Linked DNA regions of Sus scrofa: region 2 is linked to region 1. The links are chromatin contacts, called in public HiChIP or PLAC-seq maps. All regions are on one chromosome and are shown on one strand. Each heading gives the region's core, a stretch centred on a gene start, on an enhancer-like site or on the middle of the called end of the contact. The rest is flanking DNA. Distances are from core to core; before and after follow the strand shown. Region 1 overlaps SLX4IP (protein SLX4IP). Region 2 overlaps LOC110257380 (a long non-coding RNA gene).

Region 1 (3,058 bases), core at 311-2,810:
AAACACTCTGACAGCACTGTCTTTTATTATTACTCCGATACCCACAAGAAACTCCCTCAAACAGGGGAATAACAGCACTATCCCACAGTTGAAGAAATGGGCGCTCAGGAAGGTAACACAAGCACAAGTGAAGCCCAGTCACAGGTGAAGCCACAATGGGAAAGCAGGAAGCTTTATTAAAAGCCTGATGCTCATTTGACCTTCTAGAACCCTTTCCTCAAAAACCTGAGGATCTATGATGAAAGAACCTAGAGTAACAGGAATAGAACATACAGAACCACAGAAACTTAGGATGAGACATGATGATCTCAGTATGATCCAGAATATATGGTGAATTTTTTCAGGTCATGAGAACTGGGGCACTAGACCTGTCACACGCCTTGCCAGCATCAATATGACACTACGTCTCTGTGAAACAAACAGCATGACATTCTTTCTCACCTCAGATCACCCTTGCAAAATATAGAGGGAACACTTCCAAACTCCTACAAAGCCAGCATTACCTTGATAACAAAACTGCTGGGCAGGGTCACTAAAAAACTCATTTGTGGAGTTCCCACTGTCGAACAGTGGGTTAAGGATTCAGCATAGTCGCAGCTGTGGCATAGGCTGCAGAGGCAGCTCGGATTCAATCCCTGGCCTGGGAATTTCCATATGCTGGGGGTGCAGCCAAAAAACCCCCCTGCAAAAAAAAGTCTTATTCATTACTTGATGTCTGTAATGGTCCTAAAATCAGAATGATATTGTCACATGCTACTCACATGTGACACAAAGTGACACGTGCAATGGCCTGGTTTCCTATATTACGTAATCACGGGTACTCCAAGAGGCTCTTCTCAGAGAAGCATGGAAAAGGATAAGACTAAGTGCACACTGTGCATCTTTACATCATGTCACTAACGGCTGGATGGTTGTACATATGCAATGACTCTTCCGGGAAATGTCATTTCCATGCCCCCCACTCCAGAGTTCTGAGACACAAGGACACTCTGTCAGTCCCACCCCATCTCCCACTTCCTCTGTCCTGCATCCCCAAAACTCACAGCAACATTAACAACAAGAAAAGGCGAGCAGGAAGAGCAGTTAAACGGAATGACACAGTGACTTCAAGGACTCTGCCCCACTGGAAATCCTCCAGTCTTTACTGCCAAGACCAGGGCTGAGCTGGGGTCCCAAAGCCTTCCAAGGGCCACAGGGATCCTCCCTCTCAGCCCTCACTGCTGCCTCAGGGATGCATGTTGTTGGCGGGGGCGGGGGCGGGGGGGTGGGGGAAAGAGCACACCAAAGGCAGTCTTGTGTCACCGAACGCTTTCTCCAAGGCCACTGTGGATTGTCTGGGTGGTTCTGTTTTCTACTGCTGTGGTGTTTCTTGGTGAGGAGAACTGTGAGAAGAGATGAAAAACATCCACAGGCCTAACAGGCGAAGTGTGAGGCCATCTACTCCCAGGCAAACAAAGGCGGGGCAAACAAACGCGGGCATGCAGGATGTCACGCTAACTCAGGAAGGAGCCAGCGATTTTAGAAGACCTTAGCTGCTGCACTTCTTGGATCATGATGTCTGCCCAGTTACTTTACAAAACGCAGAACAAGGATGCCCTCTACAGCCCTCACCAAGAATCCAGGGAACTTAGTGAGTTCTTGTGTCCCAGAGATCCTGAATCTACTTTCCAACTCAGAATTATTTTTACGCTAGCATAAGTTAATAACATACATATATGCTTTGTATGGATGTTGAAAAAAAATTAAAGTCTCATGGTCTGACACTAATTAAAATAAGATATAGCAGGAGTTACTGTTGCGGCTCAGTGGTAATGAACCCCACTAGTATCCATGAGAATGAGGGTTTGATTCCTGGCCTCACTCAGTGGGTTAAGGGTCCCACATCGCCATGAGCTGTGGTGGAGATCGCAGATGAGGCTCAGATCTGGTATTGCTGTGGCTGTGGTGTACACTGGTGGCTGCAGCTTCAGGTGGACCCCTAGCCTGGGAACTTCCATACACCTTGGGTGTGGCCCTAAAAAGACAAAAAAAAAAAAAAAAAGATATAATGATGTCCAAAGAATTATATCATCATTATACCAAAATAATTTACTTTCCTGAAGGCCATATAGAAGCAAAGTCTATACATTGCCATTTTGGCTATTGAAAAGGCTATTTTCAAAAGAATTACTTAAAATATTTTCCCCTGTGATCTCCTAACAGGGGCAACAAGTTGAGATCAAACGTTTTTAAGAAACATACCACAAGTTGAAGATTACAATATCCCTTTCTGGGACTGAAAAAAGGCCCGTAAGAAATAACTCTAAGTTTGAATGATTTCCCTGCTGCCCACGAGCCACGAGGAAAGAAACCTCTCATCTTTGTAATAGGGCAAGTGAAGGATCCTAGGTGCCTTGGAGATGCTCCAGGTTACTCCAGGCAAATACAAAAGAAGCAGAGCACAGGTCCTGCTTCTTGGAAATGTGACTGGGAAGAGTGATGGTATAAAAGCATGGATGGCTATAGACATGAACAATGGAGAATACACATAATACATGGCAACAGAAGCTGCATATCGCAGTCAAAGGAACAATGAGAGGGTCAGCAATGCAGGAAAAGTTTAGCTTCTGTGTGAAAAGAAAAGTGACCTTTGGTCAAGCCTGGGGAAAGCTGAAGGGAAGAAAAGGTGAGAGAGAACAAATAGGAAGAGAGAAAGACCCCAGGCCATCTCACTGTGGGAAAAGCAAATGCATCAGTTTCATAGCAGTAGGTGGGCCAGGGTCCTAAGTTTCAAGATGAAAACATGGGTCACACTTAAAGGGGATGTGGAGAACAGTTTTCGGGGTGCCTTAAATTTGGCTGGAGAGTTTAGAGTAGATCTGAAGAAACAAAAATTCTGATCAGATAAGAAGGAAGTGACATGATCAAAATGATGTTAAGGAGTTCCTGTCGTGGTTCAGCAGAAACCAATCTGACTAGTATCTATGAAGATGCAGGTTTGATCCCTGGCCTCGCTCTGTGGGTGAAGGATCCGGCGCTGCCGTGAGCTATGGTGTAGGTCAAAGATGTGGCTCAGATT
Region 2 (3,195 bases), core at 641-3,140, 1.1 Mb before region 1:
GGAACATGTCCTCTTACAAAATGTCTTGAGATGACACTGGCAAATACACGGCACTTGACTGTCTCTTAAACAATTCAACCTGCTTATCTTACAGTCACACCTCAGTTCATCACATTCAGAAAGTGTAAGAAGATTGCAAGGATCAGTACAGCTGTGCACCACACCCTACAATATTCCTTGCTCTGTGCTTGTTTAATGTAGGATTCTGGCATCCACATGGAATAACCTGATACTCCAGGGAGGCAGAACAGGAAATAATTTCTACATTATAGAACATGGGTTATCAGTCTGTTGAGAGACATGTAAGTCATGTGTCCATGTGTTGGGTCATTGTTTTTTTTGTGTGTGTGTGTATGTTTTTAGGGCTGTACCTGAGGCATATGCAAGTTCCCAAGCTAGGGGTCAAATTGGAGCCATAGCGGCTGGCTTACGGCACAGCCGCAGCAATGCATGATCTGAGCAATGTCTGCCACCTACACCACACAGCTCATGGCAATGCCGGATCCTTAGCCCACTGAGCGAGGCCAGGGTTGCACCTGCATCTTCCTCATGGATACTAGTCAGATTTGTTTTTGCTGAGCCATGACAAGAGCTCCATGTGTTGGGTCATTGTAAACTTGCAATTATTTTTCCAACCAAGGTGGAAATAGGAAGCAAGAAATAAGGTATGAGAGCCATCTTCTGGAGAGATCTGTCAACAACCTTCCTGAAATGCGTACCTCTTCCACTGTCTTCCTCCTCTGGCACTTCTGCCAAAGCTAAACCCACAGTCCATGACCTACTTCAATGAAAGGAAGACCGGCCATGTAGTAGCCCAGCTCAGACCTCTTACAATCATTCCTAGCTCCTAGGTCTCTCTCATCCATACATCTAACCTGTCCTTAAATTCTGTCAGTTATCTCCTTCCCACCACCAATACCTTTATACAATTCCTCACCATTGACTATCTGAACTACTTTTTTTTTTTTTTTGGTCTTTTTGGGGCCTCACCTGCGGCATATGGAGGTTCCCAGGCTAGGAGTCGAATTGGAGCTGTAGCCACAGCCATAACAATACAGGATCTGAGCCTCATCTGCAGCCTACACCACAGCTCACAGCAATGCCAGATCTTTAACTCACTGAGTAAGGGCAGGGAACGAACCTGTATCCTCATAGATTCTAGTCAGATTCGTTTCTCCTGAGCCATGACAGGAAGTCCACCATCTGTACTATTGACCAAGCCATCTGTAAGGTTTCCCACCTCTAGTATTAACTCTATCTAACCCATATGGATAATGCCTTTAAATGCACATTTCTAAGTTTATCTTCCCTAACAAATTTGCTGGTTCTCTGATTTAAAGGCGTTCACACATGCCATTGTAGAAGGCTGATAATGGCTCCCACAGGTATGTCCACATCCTCATCTCCACAACCTGTGCACATTACCTTATTTGGGAAAAAAAGGATCCTTGCAGATACAGTTAAATTAAGGATCATGAGGATATTTCAGATTATTTAGGGGGACCCCAGATGCTGTCACATGTATTATTAGAGAGAGAGAGACTAATAAAGGAGGATGATATGAAGACAGAGCAGAAAGAGATGGGACCATGGCCAAGGTTTACTAATAGCTACCAGAACATGGGATAAGATAATAAATTATCATCTTAAGGCACACAGTTTTTGGTAATTTGTAAAGCAGCCCCACAAAACCAGTAAACCCATTGTCCTTTTAAAAAAAAAAATAAAGGCCCAACTATTTTTATATGATTCAAGGCCTGTCGTAATCTGGACCCTGCCTTCATTTCGTAACCTAATCTCTCTCATCATTTCCCCAAATGAACTCCGTGCTTTAGTGACTGGGGGCGACTGGAAGGTCTTGAATTGTGCCATTTCCTTCCTCAGCTTCCTGCAGTGACGTAAGCTCTTAGATTTCTCCAGAACTACCAAACTCCTCTGGAGGTATAACAGTCAGCTTAAGTGTCCTAGAAAATGTGTGCATGGATCATGACCTTTCTTCTGGCTGGAGATGGGAGGGGAATGTGGAGGGACAATCTGAACTTCTAAAAACAAAACTAATTAGATAGGGATGTTTGTGTAAAAATGCATTGACATATGTGTGACTTACTCTCACTCAAGTATGAACTTTTCAAAAATGTATCCGCAGTTTAGCTTGCACTTATCAGATTTATAATGACTGTGCTAAGTCGTTCTGAGGGTGATGACTAATGCTCCAGGAAGGGGATTTCTCACATTCTTAAGGATTAATCCTTGCAGATACATGGCTAGTGTGATAGAGTATGTAGGTATTCAACTCGGATTTTATGTCCCCACTTTGAAAGGCTATGTATGTATGATTCTTGGGGCAGTGCTGTCAGGAGAGGCAGAGGGCAGTAGAGGGGGCAGGGAGGGAACTGAGCAGAATGTGGTCATAGCCAGAGCCTACCTTCAGCTGTTCCCAGAGGAAGCCTTGGCCCAGATGCTCCCACCTGAAGCACAAGGGCTTGTACTTTGTACCTCCTTGCCAGTCAGTCTGTGGCTGCTGCTGGGGAAGAAAGGACAACTGTGAGCCATTAATGGCCAGTACTCTATTTTTAATTTGAGGACCCTCCATACTGTTTTGTATGGTGGCTGTGCCAATTTACACTCCTTCCAACAGTGCCACAAGGGTTCCCTGTTCGCCACGTCCCTGCCAACACCTGTTGTCTTTTGTTTTGATAACAGCTGTACCAACAGTTGTGTTAGCTCTTTGTGGTTTTGGTTTGCATTTCCCTGATTATTAATGATTTTGAACACCTTTTCATCGACCTTTGGCTATTTGTATGTCTCCTTTAGAAAAATGTCTATTCAGGTCCTTTGCTCATTTTTTTAATTGGAAGGAAGTTACAAAATAGGAAATGTGACCTAGGGCAAAATCTCAAACTTTGTGATGACCAGTCCTTACAGCCCAAGTCCACGATCAGCCAAGAACTGCATCAGTTATAAAAAAAAAAGAAAGAAAGAAAGAAAGAAAAAGGAGTTCTCATAGTGGTACAGTGGTAACAAACCCAACTAGTATCCATGAGGACTCGGGTTCGATCCCTGGCCTCAGTGGTTTAAGGATCTGCTGTGTCTATGGCATAGACTGGCAGCTACAGCTCAGATTCCACCCATAGCCTAGGAACTTCCATATGCTGTGGTGCAGCCCTAAAAAGACAAAAAAAAAAAAAATCTGAT

Evidence for each region. HiChIP or PLAC-seq counts read pairs in DNA pulled down with a chosen protein or histone mark.
Region 2: a contact with region 1 is called in an H3K27ac HiChIP or PLAC-seq map of alveolar macrophages. The contact joins two enhancer-like sites. A contact is called at or near these places in 11 of 47 Hi-C or Micro-C datasets (alveolar macrophages, embryonic fibroblasts, fetal heart ventricle and 7 more) and 2 of 2 datasets of contacts at active chromatin or transcription factors (alveolar macrophages and skeletal muscle).

The regions. Positions count from the first base shown.
Region 1 is chr17:19,403,438-19,406,495 of Sscrofa11.1, reverse strand. All of the region lies in intron 2 of SLX4IP (protein SLX4IP), which reads right to left. Among named protein-coding and RNA genes, the nearest start is that of SLX4IP, 41 kb to the right of the region's middle. Within about 2 kb of position 1,560, at least 24 of the 83 cell types and tissues checked have an H3K27ac peak or open chromatin away from gene starts, as enhancers often do. A contact at or near this core is called in alveolar macrophages, embryonic fibroblasts and retroperitoneal adipose tissue, where this site is marked.
Region 2 is chr17:20,493,011-20,496,205 of Sscrofa11.1, reverse strand. The region is part of intron 1 of LOC110257380 (a long non-coding RNA gene); the gene reads left to right. Among named protein-coding and RNA genes, the nearest start is that of TRNAC-ACA, 330 kb to the right of the region's middle. Within about 2 kb of position 1,890, at least 8 of the 83 cell types and tissues checked have an H3K27ac peak or open chromatin away from gene starts, as enhancers often do. A contact at or near this core is called in alveolar macrophages, embryonic fibroblasts and retroperitoneal adipose tissue, where this site is marked.